3 separate regions of the Mus musculus genome follow, and all the other regions are linked to region 1. The links are chromatin contacts, called in public Hi-C and HiChIP or PLAC-seq maps. All regions are on one chromosome and are shown on one strand. Each heading gives the region's core, a stretch centred on a gene start, on an enhancer-like site or on the middle of the called end of the contact. The rest is flanking DNA. Distances are from core to core; before and after follow the strand shown. Region 1 overlaps Arhgef10l (Rho guanine nucleotide exchange factor (GEF) 10-like). Region 2 has its middle 35 kb from the start of Tas1r2. Region 3 has its middle 38 kb from the start of Gm1667.

Region 1 (2,548 bases), core at 18-2,517:
ACGTGGGGGCATGCCAGAGGAGCCTGCCTGTCTGGGGACCTTTCCAGGCTCCCCTCTGGCTCTGGCGCCATATCTGATCAATCAATAACCTAAACGAATCAACAATGGCAAATGTCACCAAAATACCATTTGGGAAGCCACCGAAGCTCATACCAGCCACTAAGGATGGAACATAGGATGTAGCAAGGTGGGGCCGATGAGCTTAGTGGGCCCGTGAAGCCAGGCCCTCATCCCAGCAGAGACAACACAGCTTTGCCTACAACTGGACGAGACAGGACCCAGGGGCCTCAACACCTCTGTTTAAAGGGCAGAGGTCACAGATGGGTGTGTCTCCACCCAGCAGTGACAGACGAGGCCTGGGTATGGGTACCTGAGTTTGCAAAGTGGCGGCATCTAGTACAGTGACCCTCGGCCCGCAGCTGGCCCATGCAGCATCTTCCAGGCTCAGCAGTGTTCGAATCGGCCCTGGGCCCACAGTTATGCACATGGGAGGGCTCTCCAGGTCCCAGGGAATGTCACCTATGGGAAAGAAGGGCACAGGTCAGTGGCTGGCCCCATACACCCTTCCCCATGGTCTTTCACCCTCACTTCACTGGGGTGCCTGACATTATCCGTCCCCCCCCTCCCCCCGCATTGCTCCGGGACCACCCTGCATGTCTCTTCTTCCCACTTGGTGCTGAGAACAGGCAGGGGCAGGTGTAGGCTCTGCCCTCTGGGGAACTGCACTGGGTAGAGACAACAACAGCCAATCGCTATGAGCTGATATGCCAAGCACTGAGGGAAAAAATTAGACGTGGAGGACAGACACAGGAGCTTCTGGGAGAGGCAACGTCCACGTTAGTACCTGCCAGGAGGCAAAGGATCGCAGAGTCCTGGGACTTGTGACCAGCATGGCCTTGATTCTAAGGACACGCCTGCCTAAGCTTCTCAGAGTCTTAGTGTCCCCATCTGGATGGGGAGGGACTTTGCCAAGACCACAACTCATCTGAAAAGCGTGACGATTTCCTTCAAACCCGAGACCTTTTCCCTCCACAGATGCTACCAGATACAGGGGGGCTGGAGGGGAGGGGAGAGGCCCTGAGAGCGTGCAGCCCCCATTGCTGATGCTAGAGACCAAGAGTCCCTCCCCCACCCCACCCCAACCACACCCAGCTCACTGAGAACCACTGCCTGGTAAACACAGCGGCTGGACAGGGCCTTCATCCCAAGTCGTGCCACGCCCCAGTGGCTGCTCTAGGTTGTCAGAGTGCTGGGCAGGAAGGAGGTTTAAGGGGAGCTGAGACCCAGAGAAAGGCCTGGAGGGCAGGGATAAGACGCCCTATGACTCAGCCTTCCTAATGCTGCACCTCTTTAATAAAGTTCCTCATGCTGAAATGACCTTCCCAGCCACAAAACCATCTTCCCTGCTACTCCATAACTGTAATTTTGTTACTGTTATGAGTCATATTGTAGATATGCAGGACATCTGGTATGTGACCCCTGCAAAAGGGTCATTTGACTCCCCAAAGGGGTGGTGACCCACAGTTGAGAAATGCTGCCTTAGAGCAATGGGCACAGTAACTGGGGCCAAGGAGAAAAGAGAGAATTAGCTGCTGGGTGCCCCGAACCCCCTCATCCTCCTGTAGGTCCCCAGGAGGAAAACAAAGCACTCGCCACAGGCATGCCCTCCTCTGTCCCGCTGCCGTGCCCGCTGCCGTGTGGCAAGTGTGAGAACGGCTGTCCCCAGAGATGTAGGAGACCAGGTTATACGGGGAAGCCACCAAACTCCTCGCCTTGTCCTCTGGCCACATGTGTTCAGCATGTCCTCCAACTCTAGGCTCCCCCTGAATGTTGCTTCTATAATCCCAGCCTAGCTAATAAATTAAAAACTGGGGGCCTGGAGAGATGGCTCAGTGGTTAAGAGCACTGACTGCTCTTCCAGAGGTCCTGAGTTCAATTCCCAGCAAACACAACCATCTGTAATGGGATCTGATGTCCTCTTCTGGTGTGTCTGAAGACAGCCTCAGTGTACTCACATACATAAAATAAATAATTCTTTAAAAAAAAAAAACTGAGCCAGGCGTGGTGGCGCATACCTTTAATCCCAGCACTCAGGAGGCAGAGGCAGGTGGATTTCTGAGTTCAAGGCCAGCATGGTCTACAGAGTGAGTTCCAGGACAGCCAGGCTACACAGAGAAACCCTGTCTTGAAAAACAAAAAAACAAAAAAACAAAAAAAACAAAAACTTGGGAACCCCCTCCGCAATACACAATACCACTCTTTCCAGCTCAGAATGTAAACATATACAGAGCAAGCTACCCAGGCCAGAGCAGTCTGTGGCTCTGAACTTCCATGTCCATTTGCACAGGGACTTGACCTCTTTGAGCCTCTGTTTCCTCGTCTCTAAAATGGGTATGACGACCATGCACACCCCGCCCCAGAATGCTGTAAGGAGCCAAGGGCGTGTATATGCTGACCCAACACAGCATGGGGCACCAGTAAAAAGTGCCACTGGTCAACACTGAGTCCCCTCCGAGTCTGTGCCTGTCGCTCTGCCCATGAACGAATT
Region 2 (2,548 bases), core at 33-2,532, 850 kb before region 1:
TGTAGCAGGCATTATGAAAAGCAGCATAGTTTTTAGCCTAGACAGCTTGGCCACGTAGAGAAGAGAGTTTGTACTGAGTCCCTGTACAAGGCCCCTCGGGCCTGTCCCTTCTGTGTATTCCTGCCCCCAGTCTCCTTTGCCACTGCAGTGCTTGGCAGGGCTTGTCTCAAGTATAGAACCTCTGTCCAGGCTAAAGGCTGAAAGCCCAGGTCTCCTCTTATAAACTAGATGACATCAATCAAAATGTGTTTCTGAACACCTTCATTTCCCTCTCTGTGACACAGGAGAAGGCTGCTTCTCAGAGCCTGACAGGCGATGGGGCGGTAGTGGGGACTCGTGGGATGTGCACAGCCCAGGACAGGCCATCAGGGCTGTGTGCACTGACCATTGGGCTGCACTGACCCTGCGCAGACCCTTGCCTTTCTGAACTGTGGTGTCTCCTGGCCTAGAGTCCCCAGGGTGGTGCGAGCTCATGGGATATGAGAAGTGCCTGAAGAGGGCGGGTAGAATGTCTTCCCACCTGCTCCACAGAGAAGTGGCTTCAGTGGACAGCGACAAGGCAGGGAGGGTGCCAGGGTTAGCACAAGGCTACCTACTCCAACACCACATCTTTTCTTCTCCAGCTCCCTCTTTCCAAGCTGCTTTAGAAACTTCCCAGCATTCCTTGTTGTCTCCTCTGCACATTAGAATGTGAATTGAAGCAACCTTGCATTTCTGGTGTATCTTCCCTGCCCTCCCCCACCCCACCTCCTATGCCCTCCTGTCCTCTGAGGGACACATGGACAAGACCAGGAACACCCAGGGCTGTTGCAATGTTGTGATGAAGGGGGCCTGTCACTTACAGTGTGTGGTGATAGCCTTGCGGCGGCAGTGGCCACTGCTGTGGGTAATATAGGTTCAGGAGACAGCAGGGCCTTTGGTGCTTTCTTTGCTGCAGGAAGAGTTGACTGTGACAAGGACCATTGATGACATGCGTTGACAGAGTTTAGGGATTCCATCTGTCAGGCCACGCCCAGCTGCCCGCCACTGTGGGCTTTTTTTCTTCTTCCATTTCTTCCCTCTCCCCAACCCTCTGTCTTTCTTCCTTCCTTCCTTGGGGGGGGGGGTCTCATGCATCCCAGGCTAGCCCCAAACTTACCATGACCTTGAACTTGTGATCTCCTTGCCTCTGCCTCCCTCTGGAGTGTTGTGAGTATGCACGTCAGCCACCCCATGCAGTGCTGGGGGCAGGACCCAGGGCCCCGTGAATGCATGCCGGACAAGCGCTCTACCAACCACACTAGGGAAATAGATGCCCAACTCTCAGCCTCTGCTTTGAGTCACCAAATATTTGAGCAAATACGGGTCTAAAAGGAACTGTGAATAAAGAATTCACACACAGAGAGTTAAACAAAGAGGCCTGTGGTCAGGCGTGGTCTGTATTTAACCAAGAACAATGTCATGAGCCTGTGGAGGGAGGCACGAAGGGCCGAGTACTCAGAAAGGTGCCAAGGGTGGGTGGGGGCCTCTGGGTGATTCTGTTCCCAATCAGGATCAGTGGGCTCAGCGTGGACGTCCTAAGATATGACCTGGCTTCACAAGATAAATCTGTCTTAGGTCTCAGTTCCTGGTCTAACCTCAGCTCACCGGACTTTCTGTATGTCCCTGGACTGGCTCCACCCCAAGAAACACCCAAGGCCTCCCCCCCCCCGCCCCTCCCGGCCTCTAAGCCTTTTGATTCCTTCCTGCTGTTTAGGTGAGTCCAGAGAGTAATTCTGGACAGTCCATAGCAAGTAGGTGGAAGCCTCTCAGAGGGCACCTGGGAGGTAGGAGGCTGGCATGTGTCACCGAGGGATGAGGTATATTTCAGGACATTTCCTGATTACCTGCTCTCCTTTCCACCTTCCTGTTTGCACCTGCCTCCCACCTGGGCCTGTTACAGTGCACCTGCCTCCCACCTGGGCCTGTTACAGTGCACCTGCTTCCCACCTGGGCCTGTTACAGTACACCTGCCTCCCACCTGGGCCTGTTACAGTGCACCTGCCTCCCACCTGAGCCTTTTACACTGCACCTGCCTGCCACCTGGGCCTTTTACACTGCACCTGCCTCCCACCTGGGCCTGTTACACTGCACCTGCCTCCCATCTGGGCCTGTTACAGTGCACCTGCCTCCCACCTGAGCCTTTTACACTGCACCTGCCTGCCACCTGGGCCTGTTACAGTGCACCTGCCTCCCACCTGGGCCTGTTACACTGCACCTGCCTGCCACCTGGGCCTGTTACAGTGCACCTGCCTCCCACCTGGGCCTGTTACAGTGCTCCTGCCTCACACCTGGGCCCACATCATGGCTGGCTGAGGGCATGGAGCTCCAACAAGACATATCCACTTTGCAGCCTCTGCACCAGTGCTTCCCATTCTGATATCCATGTGCAGAAAGTGGGTGGCGAACAGAGAGGGAACTGCCTTCTCCAAAGTCACACAGCTACCGGAGGCAGAGAGACAGTTCTGGAAAGACAAGGAAGGAAGTTTGCTATGTGACCCCAACCATAACTGGGGTTGACCTTAATGGA
Region 3 (2,548 bases), core at 36-2,535, 660 kb before region 1:
ATGATGGAGATAGTGGAGATGATCCACTATCATCTCCACTATCTGAAGAAGTGATGAAGGAGGTGATGATGGAGATGGTAATAAAGATGGCAATGATAGTGAAGATGATGAATTAGCTCTTATTGCATGCTCTCTCTATCCCAAGACTTGGATCCCAGCTCTGTTGCGACCTAATAAATCACCTGTCTTCCACCCTCTCCACATCACTGTTTCTTACACTGTGCTTTGGGAGGGTTTTTTTGTTTGTTTGTTTTGAAATTGTTACTTCACTTGTAAAACTGAGTCCTGGCAGCACATGAGACCTGCACAGGACTAAGGAAGGAAGGAGGGGCACGGTGCGGACCCGCCTCCAAGACCCGCCTCCAAGACCCGCCTCCAAGACCCGCCTCCTAGACCCGCCTCCCAGCGCTGGCCACCCGTGGTTCAGCTCACATCAGCTCCTAGCCAGTCTGAGAAGCCAGTACAACGGCACACAGCATCCATCTCCCATGCAATCTCCATGGTTCCTCTCGCTGAGTGTGCCACCTTGTACAGATTCAAACACTCAGAGAAGCTAAGTGACCGGCCCATGGTCACACAGCCGCTGACGTTGGGTTTCTCGTTTCTCCTAATTAGCTAGCCCAAATTTCGTGGTCCAGACTGATCTCTATCGCAGTGGCCTCACATGCCTGGCTGACTGGGTTCTGCCCTGCGGCCTTTCTCTGCCAGGACTGGTCACATGGCAGTGGCTGGAGCTGGTACATCCCAGAGGCCTGGCACCCTCTCAGCCCCAGCTCAGGCTGAGCTCAAAGGGTATCTGATGGAGCATCCTACCTGTGGCAACTGGAACCGGGTAACAGGGCAGCCGAGGTGCGACTGTCTGAGAAGGCCAAGGCACTGGCAGACGATCTAAGACTGGAGGATGCCCACAGCCTTGGGACCTGTGCAAAGCTGCAGCTCTGTGTTCTGTGGGTCAGGATGAGAGCAGGCAGGTAGATTTGAGGGAAGAGAAAGTGACTTGCCCCTTGAGGAGAAGCTCAGAGATTACAGGCCCTTTATAATTAGCCTCGTTGGGCCCAGCTAGAGCCCGAGTATCTAAGCTCAAGGCTCTTCCATACTTACCACTCTGCACTGCCCAGTCTCTAAGGGTTTCCCTGTGGCCTCTCTCCAGTCTGTGCTGGAGAAAGTGGCCTTTTCTACATGTTAATCCTCTTGAGCTCAGACTCACTCTCCTTCCAGGTTCTGCTAGGGACCTGCAAATGGAACCTGATGCCAGCAGCCACCAGAGGGCAGCAGAGTCAAGGCTCTGCTGTGGCTGGGCTGTGGAGCCTCTCTTCTGGGGTCTCATGATCACCATGGTGGCCCAGCAGACTGCAGTAAGGGTCTGGCTGTGACCTTGGCCAGTCCCGAGGCTCCGTGTTCCTGATTGTATCAGGGAGTTGCTTGGCATCTGAAGCGAGTGGGGAACCCACAGAGGGGAGGGAAGGCTGGCTGGCGTCTCTACACTCGCAGGCCTAGACTCTGTCTCCTTGTATATACTGATGTGGGACCCCAGGCTCTGGGCTGAAGAGGGCTCGGCATCTCTCTGGGACCTACCAGTTGGACAAGGGAGGTTTGTGCTCCTGACTGAAACCTCCATTTCCTGACATATTCTTCCCAGTGAGCCAGTGGATGAAAACTCAGAGCCTACCGGGAATGGGGAGTGCACCCAGGCCTGCATCCCTCCCTAAAATTGCAAAAGAAGTGTGTGTGTGTGTGTGTGTGTGTGTGTGCGCAAACGTGTGTATGTGTGTATATGTGTATGCTTATATGTGTACATATATGTATGTATATGCATATATATGTACGTACATATACACAAGTAATATATGTATATATGTAATAGATACATAATTTTATATATATGTATGTATGTGCATACATATGCGCACATATACTATATATATGTATATGTATATGTGTATATGTGTATGTGTGTATGTGTGTATGTGTGTAGGTGTGTATATGTGTATATGTGTATATATATATATATATGTATATATGAAACAGAAATAAGATATGTGGATGATTTGACCTGGCTGAGCAGGTATGGGGACTTTGGAGTCCAGCTGTGGTCCCAGGGCAAGTCCTTAAGCCCACTGTTCCCTGAGGCTGTCTGCTCTTCTATCTGGTGATATTTGTCCCTTGGTCCTATGGTCATTGATATGTCTGATGTACCTGAGGATCCAGCCGGGCAGCTTGTAGACATCTTGACAGAAGTGACCATCCCTTATGGCAGGTGTCAAGTGTCATGACCGGTCTGGTTGACTCCTTTTCTTCAGACCGACCCCCACAAAGGAGAGGAAACTTGTCTCTAATTACAGGTGGGCAGGCTGAGACCGCTGAGCTTTAGACGGATGGCTGACAGCCATGATGTTCTCGGTGGCAGAGGCGGGATCTGAACCCAGGTTCAGGGGACTAAATGCTTTCCTACTCTACAGTAAATAGAGGTTGAATGAATTAATGAATTAATGAATGAGTGACTAAATGACTAATGAAGGGTCCTTAACCTGGTATCTTTGTTTCGTTT

Evidence for each region. Hi-C and Micro-C count contacts between places; a contact is called where the count stands out from the background. HiChIP or PLAC-seq counts read pairs in DNA pulled down with a chosen protein or histone mark.
Region 2: a contact with region 1 is called in a FOXA1 HiChIP or PLAC-seq map of pancreatic cancer cells. The contact joins two enhancer-like sites. A contact is called at or near these places in 3 of 484 Hi-C or Micro-C datasets (cerebellum, embryonic fibroblasts and reprogramming fibroblasts), 1 of 115 datasets of contacts at active chromatin or transcription factors (pancreatic cancer cells) and 1 of 9 other capture datasets (embryonic stem cells).
Region 3: a contact with region 1 is called in a Hi-C map of the N1E-115 cell line, with 5 times the contacts expected there. The contact joins two enhancer-like sites. A contact is called at or near these places in 1 of 39 promoter capture datasets (hippocampal neurons), 5 of 15 datasets of contacts at CTCF or cohesin (embryonic stem cells, hippocampal excitatory neurons, large pre-B cells and 2 more), 131 of 484 Hi-C or Micro-C datasets (the AML12 cell line, B cells, the Ba/F3 cell line and 72 more), 10 of 115 datasets of contacts at active chromatin or transcription factors (astrocytes, bone marrow-derived dendritic cells, differentiating embryonic stem cells and 7 more) and 1 of 9 other capture datasets (embryonic stem cells).

Annotation. Positions count from the first base shown.
Region 1 is chr4:140,536,399-140,538,946 of GRCm38.p6, forward strand. Arhgef10l (Rho guanine nucleotide exchange factor (GEF) 10-like) reads right to left here. Exons shown (of 29, transcript NM_001290803.1): 26 at 371-519. Among named protein-coding and RNA genes, the nearest start is that of Gm42335, 67 kb to the right of the region's middle. Within about 2 kb of position 1,268, at least 48 of the 459 cell types and tissues checked have an H3K27ac peak or open chromatin away from gene starts, as enhancers often do. A contact at or near this core is called in the N1E-115 cell line and pancreatic cancer cells, where this site is marked.
Region 2 is chr4:139,686,854-139,689,401 of GRCm38.p6, forward strand. No RefSeq gene overlaps it. Among named protein-coding and RNA genes, the nearest start is that of Tas1r2, 35 kb to the left of the region's middle. Within about 2 kb of position 1,283, at least 14 of the 459 cell types and tissues checked have an H3K27ac peak or open chromatin away from gene starts, as enhancers often do. A contact at or near this core is called in pancreatic cancer cells, where this site is marked.
Region 3 is chr4:139,871,521-139,874,068 of GRCm38.p6, forward strand. No RefSeq gene overlaps it. Among named protein-coding and RNA genes, the nearest start is that of Gm1667, 38 kb to the right of the region's middle. Within about 2 kb of position 1,286, at least 11 of the 459 cell types and tissues checked have an H3K27ac peak or open chromatin away from gene starts, as enhancers often do. A contact at or near this core is called in the N1E-115 cell line, where this site is marked.